Linked DNA regions of Mus musculus: all the other regions are linked to region 1. Evidence: chromatin contacts called from public Hi-C, HiCAR-type, HiChIP or PLAC-seq and promoter capture Hi-C data. All regions are on one chromosome and are shown on one strand. The core of a region is the stretch at or near the end of the contact, and the rest is flanking DNA. Distances in the headings are between cores, read along the strand shown.

Region 1 (2,700 bases), core at 25-2,524:
GGATGGATGGATGGGGGGTCCCCAAAGGCCAAGTCAGGTTCCCCTGCTCTATGCTGTGTGTTCCCTGGCAGCTCACCTCCCTTAAGTACCAATTTCTTTAACTGTGAAATGGGCCAAAACTCTTATTTTTGAACTAATCTGGAAAGGAAATGAAGGCACCATTAAGGAGCTTCAGGAAGCTATTAATAAACTAGAGGGCTGGGTTCAAAAGCCTGGGGATAACCGACATGGTAAAGAACCCCACTGGAAACCAGGTTCCGAGGTTATGTAACTCACAGGGTTAACCAAACAGGGCCAGAACTGGAACTGAGGTCAAGCTCCACTACCTTCCAGTCTCCCCACTGGCCTAAGGTCAAGCTCCACTACCCCCTAGTTTCCCCACTACCCTGATTCTGGATGCGCGGATCCAGCTCTCCACCGGCATCATCCTTCCAGACCGCTTCGACAAACCCTCCTGCAAAGTGGGTGGGGCCAATGACAAAAGCCCAAGAGGCCGGTTCCAAATCTGTATCCCACCTGCAATTCCCTGAGCTACAGTGAGCCTAAGGTGGCTCGTGTGTCAAACTGGTCCTCGGCCACTATCCGACAGGCGGCAGCTGCAGGAATTCCGAAAAGCGCGTCAGGTCCCAGCACACATCCCCGCGCCCAGTCCCGTGCTCACCGGGGGTCCGGCTTCCGTCGCTGAGCGGGTGCCAAGGGTCGCGATCGGTGGCCACGAGCAGGCAGTCGGGGTCGCGCAGGTGCGCGCACGCCTCGGTCAACCTGGAGAAGGAAAACTGCTCGTCGTAGCCTACGAGCACGGCGCGCACGCGCGGGTCCTCGCCGGGGTCCCCCGCCAGGCGCAGCCCCGCGGCGCGCAGCTCAGCGCGCAGCCCCTCGCCTCCCAGCACGAACACTGCGCCCGATGCGTCGGGCGGCCCGGACAGCCGCTGGCGCAGGAGGCGCGCGGCACACAGCGCGGAGCTGAAGAGCTGCTCGGCGCGCAGCCCCGCGAAGCCCAGGCGGGCGAAGCGCAGCGCCAGCTCGGGCCGCGCGCGCCGGCTGTTGTTGCTCACGAACAGCGTGTTCTTGCCGGCCCGCGCCAGCCGCTGCAGCAGCTCAGGGGCGCCCGGCACGATGCGTTCGCCGTTCCACAGCACTCCGTCGCAGTCGAACAGGACTCCCTGCGCCTGGCCCAGCACGTCGCGCAGGGCCGCGCCGCGCAGCCGCTCGCAGCGCGCCATGCAGCCGGCTGGCCGCTCGCACGCGCGCGCTGCGCTCCCTCCGTGGACAAGGGGCAGCTTCACCAATTGGCGCGCAGAACGGGGAGGAGGCGGGGCTACGAACACAGGCTTCAGCCAATAGCGACTAGAATTTAGTCGAAGGTGCTGGCCGATCCCGAAGGAGCTCGGAGAAAGGGGCGGGACCGCGGGCGCCACTAGAAGGAGGCGACCAATGAAGAGACAGCCTGGTCTGCAGCGAATCGCCGTGCGCTTCCCAGCCAATTAAAAACGTAGGCCAGATGGTTGCTAGGAGAAAAACAGAGGCTGAGAGAGATGTTGTCTTCGGGCCACATCTTGTTGCCCTCGGAACCATTGAGGCTCATTAGAAACATGTGGATGTGATGGAGCCAGGGCTCCATCACCCGTGACTTCGCAAGCTGGCCTGGGCTCTTAGACCTGGTCAGTGATCCTTCTGGTCATCTGACTGTGCTGTGGAGTCTCCTGGGGAACTTGTTTTTTTTTTTTGTTGTTGTTGTTGTATAATTTCCGTTTAGTAAGATGTATACTTTATAGTTCGATGGCTTTAGATAAATGATTTTTAAAACACAGGTACAGGTCAGTGGAATGGTTCAGCAGATGATGGCAGTTTGCTGTCAAGGCTGAGGACCCGAGTTCCTTCTTCAGAAACCTCACGGTGGAGAGAACATACTCCTTCCAGTTGTTTTCTGACCTCCACACACACATCCACACAGATGAATGTTAAAACGTTCTAGCCGGGCGATGCGAACACATACATTTAATCCCAGCACTCAGAATCAGAGGTAGGAAGAGCTCTGATTTCCAAGCCAGCCTAGTCTACAGAGCAAGTACTAGGACCAAGGGTATTCAGAGAACCCTGTCTCAAAAAACAAAAAAACAAAACAAAAAAAAAACCCAATAAATAAATAAATAGATAATCAAACACATGGCTGTAAGACAGGAACCCAGAGATCTGATTTCATGTTTTATGTGTGTGGGGGCACTAGGCACTATTTTGATGGCCAGGCCCAATTGGTAACCCATTTTATTGATGGGGTGATCCCAACTGCCTAGGTCTCCATTTTGTAGACGGAAACCTTTTAATCTGTCAAGCCTTTGAATAACCAGTAATTCAAAGTATGGGGACCAGGGATGAACAGGGATCTGTACTGTCACAATATTTTGGTTCTAAGCAGAACTGTAGCTGTCTAACCCAGAGCAACTGAAGGGAAGAGACCGAAGAAAAACCGTGCCTTTGAGGCCCAACTATTTTCTGTTCTTTGTGCCTTTTGTAATGGGTTTCTTAGCCTAGAAGACCATAGACAGCATGCCCCTGCCTCCACTCGGTTACTAAATTGGGCTTCCAGATGCACTGACCCACTTCTGCCAGCCCACTCCCAAAAGACCCTCAGGTGTAGAGCTGAAAGGAGCGTTAGCCTGGGACTACACAGAGCAACTCAGGGAAGGCCATGGATAGCTC
Region 2 (2,749 bases), core at 174-2,673, 2.4 Mb after region 1:
ACGCGGCCCACGGATAGCCCATGGGATAATCACAAAGACCGTCTCGTGAAAAGTGAAGTTCCGTGCTTTCTAGTCTTCTCTTTATTCCCAAAACACCCTTTAGGCAGAGCAGAGTTTAAACAAACAGGCAACTGAGAGCCAGAAGCCTTGGCCTCCATCTGCCACCCAGGCCTTTTCTCCATTCTTGCCAGCTTAAGAAACTTGTGCGAGGGGGCAGTGCTCCGCAGAGACCGAGAGACCCGCCAGATTTGGCTTGCAGAAGGTCAAGGTGGTGGCACCTAGCCGCCTCCATCCCTCCAAAGGTTCCCATTGAATCAGGGTGGCCTGTCTTCAGGCCACCACCATCGGCTAGCTCTGCGCGCTCTGGCCCTCAGAATCCACATGTGAACAGCAGATTCTACTTTCCAACTTAACACAAACACGGAACGACCTCTGCAAGCCAGCCAGAGATGCAGGGCCAGCAGGGTGTGCGGTGTACACAGTCCGCTGCCAGGCAACAGAACAGGGTTCGACACGGCCCTTGGAGGGCCGGGCAAAACTGCTCTGGCGTCTGGAGACTATCGGGGCTGAGCTTAGGCTCCACATCCTCCTATTCTCGCTCTTCTCTCATGCATTCCTTAGGCCTTCCACTTATTCTGAATGATTGCCTAAAAAGCAGAAACGCAGACGGACTCTGGGAACTATTTCTCTGTGAGCAAAGACCCTGTACTGGAAGCCCCGTCCTTATTGTCCGGGTGAAATGTAGGATGATTTGGGGTCTCGGCCTACTCTCCGTGAGTGGCTCTGGGGGCGGGGCGCACTTCCTCCCCAGACAGCGGCGTCCTCCCTCTAGGATGCCAGGATGGCTGAACCCGGGCGAGCCCGACTAACTCGCAGGCCGCTTTCTCCGAAGCAGGTCCCCTCCCGCCACAGGACCCTCCCTCGAAGGCCGCTCCGGCCCATGCCAGCTCCTACCGGGCTCCAGCAGATGAGCGCGTCTGTGTCCGGGTCGCTCACGAGGGTCCACAGCTTGGTTAGGAAGGCCGGGACGTTGCTGGGCCCCGCTGCACCGGGGCCCACGGCCAGATCCATCTCGGACGAAAGCAGGCAGAGGCTGGGGTGGCCTTTTAGAAGAGTGGCTGAAGGCTGAGCTAGTGTCGTCGCTGCCCCTGCCGTCCGGGCCGCTCCGCCGCCCGCTGCGCACACACAGCAAGGCCTCGCATGGCCGCAGCCATCTTGCGACCGGCGCGCTCTCGCTAGGGCCAGACCTGTAGCCTCTGTGCGCAGGCGCCGTGATCTCCCCTGCCTACTTTGCCGGCCCAGCCCTTGCGCCGCACCCTACGCCTGCGCAAGATGGCTTCACCCGGGCTGCTCACCAATCAGAGCCTGGTAGGGCGGAGCCTGGCTGGGGGCACACGAGGCGCTCCCGCTGCCGGAAGCGGCAGTAGATCGGTAGCCGGCGCGGCGCAGCATGGCGGGGGCGTGTGGTAAGCCCCACATGTCACCGGCATCGCTGCCGGGGAAACGACGTTTGGAACCTGATCAGGAGCTGCAGATACAAGAGGTAACTTCCAAGTAGCGGACAGCATCCCTCTGGGAACCATGCAGGCACTTGGCAAGACCAGGGAGGCCGGGCCGTGGCGCAGCGTGTAGTGTCGTGTGGGTCGCCTAGAGCCTGATCGTCCAGTCTGGGCTGTTATTTTGGAACTCTCAGCAGAACATTACTTGCGCCGAGGGGCGCTGGAACCCGGGGGATAGTTCTGTGGCTTGAACCGTGTTAAGGGAGAGACCTTTAAGAGTCCCCTCACCATAGTCTCTGGACCTTCCATCTGTGCTTCCTGTCCTGGGAAAGGTTGTAATTGCGCTCGTGCTGTGCTACCAAGCCAGCATGTCAGGTGTGTTGTGAATCAAAAGAGGACTTGAGATTATGGAAGTCTGATTGGAACCCAGGGCATCCAGAACTGGTTGTCATGGAACCATTGCTAGTCCATGTTGCTAAGCTCAGTAGGCTTGCTACATTCATCAAATGTAGGTGGTAGAAGGCATGCACAGCTGACTCCACTGAATTGGATCCTCAAAGTTCTCAACTTTCCTAATGCTGTGGCCCTTTTAATACGGTTCCTCGTGTTGCGGTGATTTCCCAACTACAAAATCATTTTCGCTGCTACTTCATAACTGTAATTTTGCCGGGTGGTGGTGGCACACGCCTTTAATCCCAGCACTTGGGAGGCAGAGGCAGGTGGATTTCTGAGTTCGAGGCCAGTCTGGTCTACAAAGTGAGTGCCAGGACAGCCAGGGCTACACAGAGAAACCCTGTCTCGAAAAAACCAAAAAGAAAACATAACTGTAATTTTGCTACTGTTATGAATCGTAATTATTTGATATGCAGGATAGTCTATGAAAGGGTTGCTCGCCCCAGAGGGATTGTGACCCACTGGTTGAGAACCACTACGTAAGTTGTCCCTTTGTTTTATGAAACGCCCCTAAGCTTTTCCCTCTGTGTAGTTCTAGGCAGTAAGCCTTTAATAGTCAGTTGTTTATGCCCTAACTGCGTGCAGTACTTTTACTTGTTAGTATGACAAGTAGCGTAGTTTTAGAGATGTCAATAATAAGAGAATGTCAGTGTGACATCTATGGAAACTCAGGTGATCACTGTGATGATTGGCAGCGAAGGCCACTCAGGTAGACAAGAACTAGCCAGCGGCATTGGCACCCATCTTTAATCCCAGCACTCAGAAGACAGAGACAGATGACCTCCGTTAGTTCGAGG
Region 3 (2,700 bases), core at 107-2,606, 2.2 Mb after region 1:
AGGATGGGCAGCAGTTTGGGTGATGGTTGGACCCTGGGACACTGTGATCAGGGAGAAGCAGTCCCGATGAGGAGCCTTGAATGTCAGTTCAAGGAGCCAGGCTTTAACTGGAACCAAGGAAGGACCAGTGGAAAGGGAGACCTCAGACTTGCAGGAGAGAATGTCTTCTTTAGTGAATAGGTCTGAGGCCATAGGGATATTTGACAGGTGAGACACAGGAACTCTCAGCTAGAGCTCTGAGGACGAAAAGCAGAGGGGCAGGAGGTGATAGGATTGGGGGTGGGGAGGGGAGACAGATGAGAGCTAAAAGAAGAATCTGAGATAAGATCACAACCCAGCCAGGGGCAGAACTGTCAGAGGAAGTGAAGTCCCACTGTGCTCATCCTCCTTGTGTGTCCCCATTCCCTCCTCCACTCATGACTGTACCTTCCTTGGCACCTGCCAGGGTCTCTGTCCTGTTGATGGTACAATGGGGAGGGGCTTCACAGGAAAAGGTGAATTCTCAAAAGCTTTTAGTGCTCATGAAGGTCTTGGATTGTTGGCTCTGACACCAACCTCTGCCATCAGCGCTCTAATCAGACCCTCAATGCAAAGCTGCCCATTGTAGTAGCCAGGAGAACTTAGAACATAGATGGTGACTGAGCCCAAGAATAGAGCCACCAATTAGATGGCCATGCCTATATGGGCACCTACAACATACTCATGGGAAGATCACTTAAGTCTCTGTATCCTCCTCTTGTTCCTGAGGACAGACTCTATTCCCTTTTTGGTCCAGAAGGTCTGTCAATCTGTATCCCCACCCCCATCAAGTCCTGAGCAGACTCCCCACCTAAGGCTTGACTTTTTTGTTTGTTATTGTTTTTTCTTTTTTCTTTTTTTTTTTTTTTTTGTTTGTTTTTTTGAGACAGGGCTTCTCTGTATAGCCCTGGCTGTCCTGGAACTCACTTTGTAGACCAGGCTGGCCTCAAACTTAGAAATCCGCCTGCCTCTGCCTCCCTAGTGCTGGGATTAAAGGCGTGCGCCACCACTGCCCGGCAGGCTTGACTTCTTTTGGCTGCTTTGTCTTAACCCCTGGGAATTCCCCATCTCTCTCAGGGTAGTTTTGCTGGAGAAGTCACTTCCCGTCTGTTTAATGGGAGCTAGGGACCTAGCCCAGGCAGATAGGGTATTCTGGGGTAGACCTCTTTCAAGGGCTTTTCCTTCTAGGTTTTAGGGTATGCCCAGACACCCAAAGGCAACCTGGGAGTGGAGATTGATTTCGGGGGCCACCAAAAGTCCCTACTGGAATCTTTTCTGCCCTTCCCTCCAAGATTAACTGAAACCTGCTAATTGTGGCTGCCCACACACGTTCCCCTCCCCCACAGCCTCTTTCTGTCACCCCTCCCCCTTTCATCAGAATGATAAAGAAAGGGCCTGGCCTGCCTGTCCCAGCATGGCCTCGGGCTGGGACCTGGCCTCAACTTACACTCCGACTACCCCGAGCCCCCAGTTAGCCCTGGCTCCGGCCCAGGGCTACCTCCCTTGTATGGGGCCTCGCGACAACTCTCAGCTGAGGCCTCCAGAGGCAGAGTCTCTTTCGAAGACCCCCAAGAGGAGGAAGAAGAGATACCTACGGCATGACAAGCCCCCCTACACCTACTTGGCCATGATCGCCTTGGTAATTCAGGCCGCACCCTTCCGCAGGCTGAAACTGGCTCAGGTGAGAGAGTCCCTCGTGCTTTGGGGCACAACTATCCCAGGCCTGATCCCCACTTACTGTAGGCTCACGCTTGGCCTTTGCCTAACCCACTTATCCTTGCCTGTGAGAACGGTCCTGAGTCCCTTCTCCCAAAACCCCCAATCCACTCTGCCCTCAGGCACAGACCTCTGTCTCCCGGAGAAGGGATGGATGCCCCGGGGTCGGCTGTAAAAGAGGGAGAGGGTACTACTCCAATCCTCACCTCACGGCGCCAAATACTGCCTGATTTCAGATTATCCGTCAGGTCCAGGCAGTGTTCCCCTTCTTCAGGGACGACTATGAGGGCTGGAAGGACTCCATCCGCCACAACCTTTCCTCTAATCGGTGCTTCCATAAGGTGGGATATTGAATCCCGGGGGCGGCGTGGGCTCGGAACCCCCGAATCTCTGGGTAGAACAGCCACAGCCAAGCCAACCACTCTCTAGGTGCCCAAGGACCCTGCAAAGCCCCAGGCCAAGGGCAACTTCTGGGCGGTGGATGTGAGCCTGATTCCTGCTGAGGCGCTGCGCCTTCAGAACACTGCCCTGTGCCGTCGATGGCAGAACCGGGGCACCCACAGAGCTTTCGCCAAGGACCTGAGCCCCTACGTGCTCCACGGCCAGCCTTATCAGCCACCCAGTCCCCCACCACCACCTAGGGAGGGTTTCAGCATCAAGTCCCTGCTAGGGGACCCTGGGAAAGAATCCACATGGCCCCAGCATCCTGGGCTCCCTGGACAGAGCACTGCAGCTCAGGCAGGCACCTTGTCAAAGGGGGAAGAAGGGATGGGCACTGGACCCTCTAGCTCCTCTGAGACGCCTCTGTGGCCCCTCTGCTCCCTTCCTGGGCCCACAATCATAGAGGGGGAGAGTTCCCAAGGGGAGGTAATCAGGCCTTCTCCCGTCACCCCAGATCAAGGCTCCTGGCCCCTCCACTTACTTGAGGATTCCGCAGATTCCAGGGGAGTGCCCAGGAGGGGGAGC
Region 4 (2,700 bases), core at 38-2,537, 2.4 Mb after region 1:
AACCTTCCACTTTTAGTTTTTGGTTTCAAACTGGAAGCTGGTGTAGCCAACGTGCTAGCCCAGGAGAATGTGGAAGCCTCGTATTCACTTAACAGAGGAAGGAGCGGGAAAGGCATGGCAGAGCTCACACGACTTACCTTCACTTCAGGCTCCCAAAGAGACTTTTTCTTTCACTCTGCCTCCTTTTGGGGTCACTATTCACAAAGACCTAGCCCTTGCCTTGCCAAGGACCAGATGAAAGACTGGGCCAGCAACAAAGGAATGCTCGGAGACACTGACCAGGTTGGCTCTGATCCACAAAAGTCCAAGCCTGGGTTCGCTTTTCTCTGCATATGTACAAAGACACCACCGGCAGGGCAGCCCAGATTGCTCATCATGAGATGTGTCGTGAAGAAAGTGTGACCTGAGGGAAGGAGTCAGTGGATACTACAGAAGTGGAGGGAGCTTAATAGGAAGACTAGTAGCATCCTGTAGGAGAGGCTACCAACCTTGTCCTATAGAGGTGCTTCTTAGGCCTGCTATTCCCCAGAAGAGAAAGCCACTATTCTCCTTGGTCCTTTATAGTGTTTCTGAAGGAAATTAGGTGCTTCCTCAGGTCTAGAATGTATGCACGGCGGTGTCTAAATCAGGCACGTTGCTTGTCGGGCCCTCGACAGCACTGTGGGGCGGTAGAGGAAGAGGCCATGGTGACTGGTGAGTTGCTTCTTTTAACTAACTGGGCAGTTGCACACATTTGCTGTAATGCGAAGCTGGGTATTTCTCCAGTTTGATCCTTTGACAGGCTATGTGCTCCAAGGTACATTTAAACTGGTTCCTGCCTAGCAGCTAGGGATCTTTCGGAGAACGATGCTGCCAGAGCAGATAAGTCTGTCGGTTGTGCGCTCAAAAATGGATTTGGAACCGCAAGACGTCAGCGCAGTTTCATAAATGACCTACACTCAAACCGCTGCTGGGGATGACGAAAGGATGTTTTTACATAAGTGGGACAAGAGGCAAGCAAGAGGTCAGAGGAAGTGCGTAGCTGCCAGGGAGCCAGGAGCCGGGGCAGTTCTCCTCCCGCTTGCTCCTCGCAGTGAGACAGCACCTCGGACCTCTTCCACCGAAGTTCACAGCCAAGCTGCACACTAGTTGCTTCTGCCAGCCTGTGACTGCAATTCCCAGAGTGCTATACGTCACCAGCTCCCGGTGCCTTCAACTCCCAGGAGGCTCCGCGCTCTGCTCCCGCGACTCCCAGCGTGCTCCGCGTCTTCGATTAGGCTCCGCCTCCGCTCGGCCTCGGACTACAAATGGACTCTCCAGTTGACGCCACAGCCAGTCAGCTGCTCCGCAGCATCGCAGCCTCAGCGTCGCAGAGGTAGTCGTGCGCTGCGCCGGCTACGGAGGCCGGCAGGGGGCGGCGGCGGAGGCCGTTGCTCAGGGTCCAGAGGCGGGGCCGCGGGCTCCAAGCGCTGAGAGCCGGCGGAGCACGACTGGGCCGCGACGAGGTGCGGGCCGAAGCCATGGGCGACCGCGGAGGCGCGGGAAGCTCTCGGCGTCGGAGGACCGGCTCGCGGGTTTCCGTCCAGGGTGGTAGTGGGCCCAAGGTAGAAGAGGACGAGGTGCGAGACGCGGCTGTGAGCCCCGACTTGGGCGCCGGGGGTGACGCGCCGGCTCCGGCTCCGGCTCCAGCCCATACCCGGGACAAAGACGGGCGGACCAGCGTGGGCGACGGCTACTGGGATCTGAGGTAGCGGAGTGCCTGATCCCCTTACATCTGACCTCTCCAGTGACGCTCCTAGTTCTTAAAAGTTGGCCACAGCTTTGCGAGTTACGCGGCCGGGGCTCCCCTGGGGCTGTACTGGGACACGGGCTTTGGGGAGAGGGTCACTTGCCAAGGTCACCCAGGTGTGGTCGTGTAGCCGACCAGGGAGTCTGGGTAGAGGAGTGGGCAGCAGCCCCCTTTCCATATTGCTTAGGAAAGTAAGCACACCTTGAGGCAGAGTCCCTTGAGGTCCTTTCTGAGGAGTGGGTAGCAGGAAATGTGAGCCCCGGGGGGGTGGGGGGTGGAGATGAATGGGCTTTCTTCAGTGGAAGGAGGCTGATGTTTTCCAGGGAGGGTTATGATGAAGAGTTACCTTTGCAAAAACTACGAGGGGTGTCCTGTGGGTAGAGAAGGCTGCTAGAGGCTCCAGAGGACACACGCCTGTTTGAGGCGATGGGTATGGGCGTTTGCTCGGGGCAGAGGACAGTACAGGAAGCTTTCTAGTACTAACAGGCTGCATGGCTTATTCACCCCTCTTCCAGCAAGTAGGAGGGCCTGAAGGAAGCCCAGCTTATGTTACCAGAATGACTTCGGGCTATAGGGGCAGAGCTGACTACTAAGTGAGACTTTCATCCCGTGGTTGGAGTACCGGAGAGAGGTTTGGTATGAACACACCTATGGGAGAGGCCCTGCTTAGCTGAAGAAATGGAGACTGTCTCCTACAAAGCCGGCCCTGAGACTCTTTTTGGTGATCATCATGGGACCCTTTAGTAGCTCTGGGTTAGGAAGTACCTGAGGGGCTTGGAGGAAGTGGCTATCTAGGGTGGCAAAGTCTGGTTCTCTTTGTATCAACAATCTTTTTCTAGTGGGCACGGTGCCCCCCACGCCCCAGCTGCCCTAGGGTGTTCACAGTTCACCCAGGAGATAAGATAACTTCAGTGTGAGGCAGGTATGGCATA
Region 5 (2,704 bases), core at 88-2,587, 2.0 Mb after region 1:
TCGAAACTGAGCCTCACTACGTAAAACCCAGCCAGGCCGGCCTTACATTTCACATTCTCCAGCCTCAGCCCAGCTGTTTACTTGTAAAACAAAACCCAAAAGTCCCAGCTGTCTTTTCACTTAAAATATGTTCTTACATCCTCATCACCAGTGCGGCTGGGTTCTGGTACCAGCTTCAGCACCCCACAGTACCAGGGTTCAGTCCTGCAGTTTGCGCTCACACTTTCTCTCCAGCTCTGCCATCTCCTTAAGGACCAACGCCACGCTGTAGCGCAGCTCCTGGAATTTGGCTATGGGCACCTCGAAGCGGTGTGCCGATCCATCTGTGAGCTTCAGCTGCATGAGAACACTCGGTTGCAGGGAGCGGGACTGAGCACTGGTTGAGATGGCCACATCCACCCGCCACCGGAAATTCGACACACGAGGCAGCGAGGATCCCTGCTGCTGGGCTACAGAGTCGAGAAGAGGGCGTTGACTCCCAAATGCCAAACTGGCCAGATCTCCAATCATATCTTGGGGAATGCCAAGTTCCTGGAGTTCGTCCTGGAAGGCATCTGGTTTCAGACTGGCAGGGGGCAGCCGGAGAGCCTGCTGGAGCAGGGTGTGTGTGCCCGCCAGCAGGACGGCCAGACGCTCCTCTGACAGGTTGGCGCTGGCACCAAGGTGCTGCACGGCCTCTCTGCAGTCTTTCCCATGGAGGGCCCCGACTACGAGTTTCAACAACTTTCTGAAGGTGCTCCTGTCTAAGTCCTTCAAGAGCTGGGCCACTGCCGTCACTTCTGCAGAGGGCTGGGAACCCAGGAAACTGACCCGGCCGCTGTGACTGTCAGTTGGATGGTGTAAGTATGGAGCCGCAGCCCCCAACGCAGACATCCTTCCTTTCCCTTTCTTGACCAGGCCGGAGAGAAGGTACTAACCACAGTAGCCTGGAGAGGTGAAGGAGAGACAAGTGACTTCCTACTCGGGAGCTTCATGTACTAAAAACTGGGGGTGGATGAGGGGCTCCCACCCGCCTGTCTACCAAGGATAGATAGCAAATAGGATGCATGCTTTGGAGGTGGCCCTGAGACCTTGCGGCAAAGGAGCCCGCCTGAGTCTAGCAGAAGGGAGGCGTCCCGGAGATTTAACAGTTGGCAGGGAAAAGAACCAAGAAACTGAAGCGCGCACCAAAATCCTACATAAATAGGGAACGAGGACCCCCCCAAACCCTGAATCCTCATCATAGCTCTGGAAGACCTAAATCACACATTACAAATACAAACTAAGCCTTGAACGCCCTCTGCACCTGGAGGAAGCTATCCGCAGGAGCTGGCTGTGGCTGGCAGCAGCTGAAACTTGGCCGAGTCTCAGGAAGTGCCACTTAGACACTTCCGGGCCGCTCTAGGAAAGCGCGACCGTGGCTCTCTGTGGTCCCGGGAGCCGAGCGCATGCGCCGCCCGGTCGCTTGCCTTCTAACAGTGTTTTGGGAAGCGAGAGGAAAGTTCAGTTAGCTTCCGTGTGGGATGCATGGATTCTGCTGGCCTGTGCAGCCCCATGTGAAGAACAGACGTAAGAATTATTGTGGTTGATGCCAACGAATTGCATATTTTAAAATACTTAGATGGTCTAGGCGGCGGCCCACGTCTTTTAATCCGAGCACTAGGAGGCAGAAACAGTTCAAGGTCAGTCGGGTCTACACAGAGTTCCAGCACAGGCAGCGCTACATACCCTGTCTCAAACAAACAAACAAACAAACCCAAACAATTTCAATAAACCAAACAGAATTCCCCGCAGAAGTGGGGGGGGGGGGTAAATTTGTGTGGTATATGCATTATAGCCCCAAGAAGCTTTTGGGGTAGGTGATTAATTTTGCCGGCAAAGTCTGGACGTTTTATCAAGGATGGTATGAATGGCTAATGACCCAGCCCTGGTGATATAAGCGAGTGATCGGAAGAGCCTGGGACAGGATGATCGCAAACCCAAGGCAGGGCTAATCTGGGCTCCAGAGTGAGTTCAAGGTCAACCTGAAGAACTTGGTGTGTTGCTTCATCAGAGATTGGAGGAAGTTGGGCGTTATGGTGTACACCTTTAATTCCAACACTTGGGAGGCAGAGGCAAAGAGATCTCTGTGAGTTCTAGGCCAGTCAGGGCTACACAGAGATTCCATCTTAAATAAATAACACACACAGACACACACACACACACACACACACTTCCTAAGCAGCCAAAATTAATTTCGTGATATAGCAGAAATATAATGGTTCCAGAAGCTCTAAGTGTTGATAGGACCATGTTCTTGAGCCCCTTGCAACATTAGCTTGCAGCCAAACATCCTTGACATTCCTTAGCTTGGATATATCACTCTAATCTCTGTCTCCAGACAGACTGCTTCTGCTCCTGAATGCTGGAATTAAAGGCATGTGCCATGCCACCACTTCCTGGCTCACTGCCTCCATCTTTAGGTGGGATTTCGACTTTCCTGTAAGCATTCTCATGACTTCACTTACCAGGACCATTGTTCCAAATAGTGTCTCATTTACTCTCAGGTTCCGGAGATCTTAGGACTCCAGGATATCTTTTGAAGAACAAAATTCAACCTATATCTAATATATGTTCATAAAAGCCTTTTGTTTGGGGATCTTTTTTTTTTTTTAGCGAAGGGGATGTGCATTTCTGTGTGTGCTCACGTGTGTGTGGGTACACATGTATGTGTAAATGCATGTGC
Region 6 (2,700 bases), core at 23-2,522, 2.3 Mb after region 1:
AAAATCAACCTAGTCTTAGCTCTCAGCTGCCCAGCAATGAAAAGAAATAAGAAAGGCAGTTTGGGTATATGGCATCTTCAGAGCTCCATGTAGGGAATGCTCTCAGGTTGGCTCTCCCAGTTCCCAGTCATAGTTCTTCCATAGGACCAGCAAGGATGCTGCATTGCAAGGATGCTAGCCATAAGAAACATTGACATGTGTATGTTCGGAACAGGTCTGAAGCAGTTGACCCGTGAGCTCAAGGATACTCAGCTAGATTCTTTCTCCACCCTGCCCTACCCTCCAGAATACTAGGGGACAGAGTTCGTTAGGCATTAGGTTCATACTCAGCCACACCCCAGAGGGCTAGGGTCAGGACTGGTGTGAACTTGAGTGGAAGAAGGCCACAGTGCCTCTGGGGCTACCCAAAGCCCTCTTCCAGAAGGCCAAAATGCCTTGTGACCCGGGAATTGTCAGTTCCTGGAGATTCCAACCCCTCCTTCAGCCTGCCACCTGGATAGAGATAAGGCTCAGGGGTCAAAGGCTGGAAGGCTCAATGGGGGAGGGGCACAGCTGGGGGCCCCAGCCCTACCTCCTTCTTCTTATGCTCAGGCTTTAGCGCTCACAACAGGGCCTCAAACTCCTACTGCTCAACTCGAACTCTTCCAAGCCCCAAAAGTTGGCTAGGACCAAAGTCACATCTTTGTTTCCTGTTTGTCTAGGTTGGGGCTTTAGCCATTTCCTGGGGATTTTCCCCGAGGGCTGGGGGTGGGGGAGCATGACGCAGCAAGTACCCTGCAGAAATCTCCCATTGTAGCCCATATTGGACCCAGCGGCCTTAGCTCAGGAGCCAAGAGCAGCACCCCCACCCTCACCCAGGCTACAAGATTTGGAATTTGTCTAAGCTGCTTGGGCTGAGAGGCAGCTGGTGAAGGGTGGAGGGAAGCCTAAGAGCTCTCCTGAAAATGTCAAATAGAACGCCCATGTTTGACTTGATAACATCTACGCGCTCAAACCTTTAATCCCCCTAGCTTCTGGTCCAGTGGCAAGGTAACAGGCGAGGGTGATCTGGGCTCTTCAGGGAACAGAGGAAGCCCTGACTGGCAGTTCAGGGTGTGACAGGTTCAAGCCGCCCACCTAAGGACAGGGACCCACCTTTAGCTCCAGCCCCAGGAGGCACCAGCTCTTTCTCCCCAGGCTTTCGGGGAGGATCTGCCACTGGAATGGCTAACCCAGCAGCCAATCACAGAGCCCTGTAGGAAATATCTGGGAGAGGTCTTGGAGCTAGGGCCAAGGCAAGTTGAACCCAGCTCCAGTCTGGCCCCGGACAGTCCCAGCTGTCTCCAGCTAGCCCAGAAGTCAGCACCTCTACAAGGAACGCTTTTGGGGGCCTGAGGCGTGATGCTCCCAAAGTCGGTCACACAGGGACTTGTGTTGGCTCTGCTGGTGGGCACAGTGGCAGTGGCCCGGCCCAGGAACCTGCTCAGCCTGCTCGCCTTGGGCCAGGGTGCTCTGGATCGCCTGGAACTGGACGGCCTGTTAAATACGCTGGTGGCCCGTGTGCACTGCACCGACGGGCCGTGTGAAAAGGTAACACCCCCACCCGATGGGTCCCCCAGCCCCGGCCCCTTCCTGCCCGCTCCACCCTGTGGCAGGCACTAAAGAGATCTGGGCAAACTCCAGGAGGCGGGTCTGGAGGCTGGTGTCTGCACCTGCTGGCAGGCTGGAGCCTCCCTTCCGTTTCTGGGGGGCTTATACAGGCCTGGGCCTCCATCCTGGGACACACAGCTCCATTCCCCCAGGCTATCAAATTTGTGGTGACTCACAGTGACCACTCTCACCTTCAGGATGGGGGAGTAATTGCTGGGGACCCCTTTGTGTAGGCTCCTAGTCAAGCTAACTACAAGGGGCAGAACATGACATAAGATAGCTGATAGAATCCATGCCTGTAGGCTATGCCTGGTAGGCTTAGTCTAGCTCAGATCCTGTCTGTTTGCCCACAGTGTCTGTCTGTGGAGAATGTCTTGGCTCTAGGCAAACCTGACAAGCCACAGCCTGCCCCAGAATCAGTCCTGGAGTCCAGACACATTATTTACCTTAGTGCTGCTGCTGCCCTCTACCTTAACAACCCAGAGAAAACATGCAAGGACATCCAAGCTGGCCTCTTGGCCTCCCATGTGGACGATTACCTGGCCACACTGGAGAGTCCAGAGGCCATGACCCTGGGTCTGAGCCAGCTACTGCAGAAGATTGAGGCCCATGCTGCCAGCCAACCCACCGGGGAGAAGGTGAGGGCCCAGACAGCTTTTGGGGGATAATGACAAGGACCTTAGTGCCATGGAAGGGAGGCTGCCCCAACAAGGGAGATGTCCCACGTGCAGCCTCATTGGAGGTACTTAGGTGGGAATCAGTCTTGTGCACAGTTGGTAGAACGGGGTCTGCGGGAGTCTGGGGGAACCCTTTGGGGGAAATGACAGTCAGGAGAGCTCTGGGGCCAAGGTCATAGGCCACAGTGAAGGGTGTGACTAGCTGGGGCAGCCTAGGTTTATGGTATAGGTAGCTGGTTTAGGGACATAGGCTGATGTCTTCTGTGAAATCTGGGAAGTAACTTGAGGAGGTTGGAGCCGGGCAGTGGTGGAACACGCCTTTAATCCCAGCACTGGGGAGGCAGAGGCAGATGGATTTCTGAGTTCAAGGCCAGCCTGGTCTACAAAGTGAGTT
Region 7 (2,700 bases), core at 65-2,564, 2.7 Mb before region 1:
GCTAGAAGGCATTTGAAACTCTTTCTTCCCTCTTCTGTATATGTACATCCAAATGATCTCAACTCAGAAACAAATTTAAGACTGCCAGGCCCTCTTGCTGCTGCCTAGACCACTGCTCCTTGCAATGTATCCAATAAACCTGTTTTCTTCCTTAAAGGAAAACAGGGAAAAGAAAAAAAGACTGAGAAAATTGAGACCCAGGCTATCCCAAGGAGGCTTTGAGTCAGATGACTAATTGTATGGTGGTATGGACCACAGCCGTGAGTTGAGCTCTGATTGAAATCAGCTACTGATCCTGGGGCAAGTCACTTAAGGTCTGTGGGACAATTTTCTCATCCACGACAGCTGTTGGCTCACAGAATGTGAGGTAGCGATGAAATGCTACATAAAAACGTACCTAGCTTGTAATAGGAAAAAACGTGCCTAGCTTGTTGGGCAAGACAGAGGTAAAGAGAATGACGCTTTGGGCCAAGGTTCAAATACGATCTCTAGTGCTTCCTAGCTGTACGATGCACAGCGAGTCAAATGCACTGCCTCGGTTTCCACCAAATAAAGACAACACCACTATTTAATAATATTTTGGGAAGGGATGATAAACGTAAAACACTCAACAGTGCTCAATAAAGCTTAGCAATTATTACCGCTAGGAAACGGCAAGAGACTTCAAATGCAAGGTGCGGTGGGTCACCGGCTGCGGTACCACGGAAAAAGCGTAACGCAGTTTTGGAAACTGACGTACTTGGTGACAACCTCTTGCACTTTGCAGCTGTGTCGACCCAGAGGGCTGTTTTAATCCCTCCCTAAAGAAGATGGCTGTGAGCGTACGGGGAGACCAGCACGTGAACGCTCCCAGCGTGGAGTAGGAATCAACTCCGATCTTCCTCCCTTCACTTCCCGCGTGGAAGGGACAGGCCGCACGATCCTAAAGCTCAGAACCATGAAACCAAGACAAAGTTCAGAGCCCAGTTTCCCTGCCCCTGGCTAGGGAGGCGTTGCCATCCTTCCTTCGTCACCAGACCAAAAGGAACCTCGGGGGCCTCTGGCCGAGGCTAAGCTCCGTACCTCAGTTTACCAATCCTGCAACTGTCCACCACTAAGACATCGCTAAAACGGCGCGTCCGCCGAGCGAGGCGTTTGGGGCTCCCCTTCCCGCTTGGGCTGAGCCCTTTCCCTCTTACCTCAGTGCCCCGCGGTTTCTCCATGATACCAAATTCAATTCCCTCAACCGTCACCAGGTGCAGGAAGCCATATTGCCCTCGCCGCTCTCCGAGAGTGTGCTCATTGGCTGCTGCGCCCGAGCTGCGGGCCAATCATGCCGCAGGAAATAGGAAGCCGGTTCCGCGCTCGCCCGCGCCCCGCCTCCATTAAGGAGGGGCTGGGTAGCCGTGAGGATTAGGGGAGTTGTAGTTTTCTCCTGGGTGCACGAAAAGGGTCGTTGCCTTAGTAATGCGAAATCTCCTGAAGGGTACTTCTAGGGTTTTGTTGTTGTTTTTTCAGAGACAGGGTTTCTCTGTATAGTCCTGGCTGTCCTAGAACTCACTCTGTAGACCAGGCTGGCCTCGAACTCAGAAATCCGCCTGCCTCTGCCTCCCAAGTGCTGGGATTAAAGGCATGCGCCACCACGCCCGGCGGGTTTTTTTGTTTTTTGTTTTTGTCCTTTCTTAGTCAAATTTCAAACCATCTGAGCACAAGGGATTGGACGTGCCAGCCCCCCCCCCACACACACAAAAATTCGCACTCTCCCCAGGGGCCCCAGACAAAAATTCACACTCTCCCCAGGTAGGAAGTAAAGGTGCTCTTGGACAGGAATGCCTAGCAGAAATGCCTAATCCCTCTTTCAATTCAGACAGGAACAGGAATATTCTTAAACTCTATGTCCGTCTGCTCGCTGGGGCTTATGAGATGGTTTAGTAGGTGAAGGATCTTGTTCCATGAGCCTTTCTACCTGAGTTCAAATCTCTGAGCCACAACATAAACCTGGAAGTCAAAAAGCTACTCACAAAGTTGTCCTGACCTTTGTGTCACGCACATAAAACAAACACACAAGCTAAATAAATAAATGGGGAAAAAAAAGCCTTGGACTGGAGAAATGGTTCAGTGGTTACTGGCCACTTTTCCAGAGGTACCAGGTTTGATTCCCAGAACCCAGAACAACTCACAAAATTCTATAAACCCAGTTATAGTGGATCCTACTTTCTCTTCTGGCCTCTGATGACGCCAAGCACTAACATGGTCCATACATATGCATTCAGCAAAACCCCCATATCCACAAATAAATTATACGGATAGATGTTATAACCTTAAATCTAGGAGAGATGACTCAGCCTGTAAGTGAGTACAGCCAGAGCATGGAAAGCTGAGTTTTGCCCCCCAGTGCATGACAGAGCATGCCTGTGATCCCAGCACTAGGTAAGCAGACACAGAAGGATTCCCATGGCCTGCTGACCAGCCAGCAGCGATACAGTGGATAGCAAGAGATTGAAGAAGACACCTGAAGTCAACGCTTTTGCCAACTGGAGTATACATGTGGATTGAGTCCCCTATAGAACTACTCCTTCCCATCCTGGGTTCTCAGGAATTGTATGGCCTTACAAGCATCTAAAGTTCAGACAGGTCTGGATTAGTTTACTTATCCTACGTGAGGGCTCCCAGACCCACTCCCAGCTCCCTGCCTCTCTGCGTTGCTTTTTATTTTTAAAT

The links. Promoter capture Hi-C pulls out the DNA fragments that hold promoters and counts their contacts. A called contact is a pair of places that touch in the nucleus more often than the background predicts. HiCAR-type assays count read pairs that join an accessible place to other places. HiChIP or PLAC-seq counts read pairs in DNA pulled down with a chosen protein or histone mark. Capture Hi-C pulls out chosen DNA fragments and counts their contacts.
Region 2: a contact with region 1 is called in a HiCAR-type map of astrocytes, with 2.4 times the contacts expected there. The contact joins the promoter of Bop1 here to the promoter of Pdxp in region 1. A contact is called at or near these places in 3 of 39 promoter capture datasets (cranial neural crest, hippocampal neurons and pre-B cells), 1 of 115 datasets of contacts at active chromatin or transcription factors (astrocytes) and 1 of 9 other capture datasets (embryonic stem cells).
Region 3: a contact with region 1 is called in an H3K27ac HiChIP or PLAC-seq map of embryonic stem cells, with 9 times the contacts expected there. The contact joins the promoter of Foxh1 here to the promoter of Pdxp in region 1. A contact is called at or near these places in 1 of 39 promoter capture datasets (cranial neural crest) and 2 of 115 datasets of contacts at active chromatin or transcription factors (both in embryonic stem cells).
Region 4: a promoter capture Hi-C map of adipose tissue shows a contact between it and region 1, with 2.8 times the contacts expected there. The contact joins the promoter of Dgat1 here to the promoter of Pdxp in region 1. A contact is called at or near these places in 1 of 39 promoter capture datasets (cranial neural crest) and 1 of 9 other capture datasets (adipose tissue).
Region 5: a contact with region 1 is called in a promoter capture Hi-C map of adipose tissue. The contact joins the promoter of Commd5 here to the promoter of Pdxp in region 1. A contact is called at or near these places in 1 of 39 promoter capture datasets (embryonic stem cells), 1 of 484 Hi-C or Micro-C datasets (B cells), 1 of 115 datasets of contacts at active chromatin or transcription factors (pancreatic cancer cells) and 1 of 9 other capture datasets (adipose tissue).
Region 6: a Hi-C map of B cells shows a contact between it and region 1, with 5 read pairs. The contact joins the promoter of Slc39a4 here to the promoter of Pdxp in region 1. A contact is called at or near these places in 2 of 39 promoter capture datasets (cranial neural crest and hippocampal neurons), 1 of 484 Hi-C or Micro-C datasets (B cells) and 1 of 9 other capture datasets (adipose tissue).
Region 7: a promoter capture Hi-C map of pre-B cells shows a contact between it and region 1, with 3 times the contacts expected there. The contact joins the promoter of L3mbtl2 here to the promoter of Pdxp in region 1. A contact is called at or near these places in 1 of 39 promoter capture datasets (pre-B cells) and 1 of 9 other capture datasets (macrophages).

Annotation. Positions count from the first base shown.
Region 1 is chr15:78,912,493-78,915,192 of GRCm38.p6, reverse strand. It overlaps Pdxp (pyridoxal (pyridoxine, vitamin B6) phosphatase), which reads right to left and starts at 1,274. Exons shown (of 2, transcript NM_020271.3): 1 at 662-1,274. The coding sequence starts at 1,223. All of the region lies in intron 5 of Gm30368 (a long non-coding RNA gene), which reads left to right.
Region 2 is chr15:76,475,923-76,478,671 of GRCm38.p6, reverse strand. It overlaps Bop1 (block of proliferation 1), which reads left to right and starts at 1,423. Exons shown (of 16, transcript NM_013481.2): 1 at 1,423-1,543. The coding sequence starts at 1,451. Hsf1 (heat shock factor 1) reads right to left here and starts at 1,310. Exons shown (of 13, transcript NM_001331154.1): 1 at 955-1,310. The coding sequence starts at 1,071.
Region 3 is chr15:76,668,604-76,671,303 of GRCm38.p6, reverse strand. It overlaps Foxh1 (forkhead box H1), which reads left to right and starts at 1,356. Exons shown (of 3, transcript NM_007989.4): 1 at 1,356-1,699; 2 at 1,971-2,075; 3 at 2,164-2,700. The coding sequence starts at 1,433.
Region 4 is chr15:76,510,581-76,513,280 of GRCm38.p6, reverse strand. It overlaps Dgat1 (diacylglycerol O-acyltransferase 1), which reads left to right and starts at 1,287. Exons shown (of 17, transcript NM_010046.3): 1 at 1,287-1,726. The coding sequence starts at 1,500.
Region 5 is chr15:76,898,574-76,901,277 of GRCm38.p6, reverse strand. Commd5 (COMM domain containing 5) reads right to left here and starts at 1,337. Exons shown (of 2, transcript NM_025536.2): 1 at 1,286-1,337; 2 at 1-926. The coding sequence starts at 873. The coding sequence ends at 199.
Region 6 is chr15:76,615,442-76,618,141 of GRCm38.p6, reverse strand. It overlaps Slc39a4 (solute carrier family 39 (zinc transporter), member 4), which reads left to right and starts at 1,272. Exons shown (of 12, transcript NM_028064.3): 1 at 1,272-1,569; 2 at 1,983-2,267. The coding sequence starts at 1,381.
Region 7 is chr15:81,662,503-81,665,202 of GRCm38.p6, reverse strand. L3mbtl2 (L3MBTL2 polycomb repressive complex 1 subunit) reads right to left here and starts at 1,314. Exons shown (of 17, transcript NM_145993.5): 1 at 1,179-1,314. The coding sequence starts at 1,202.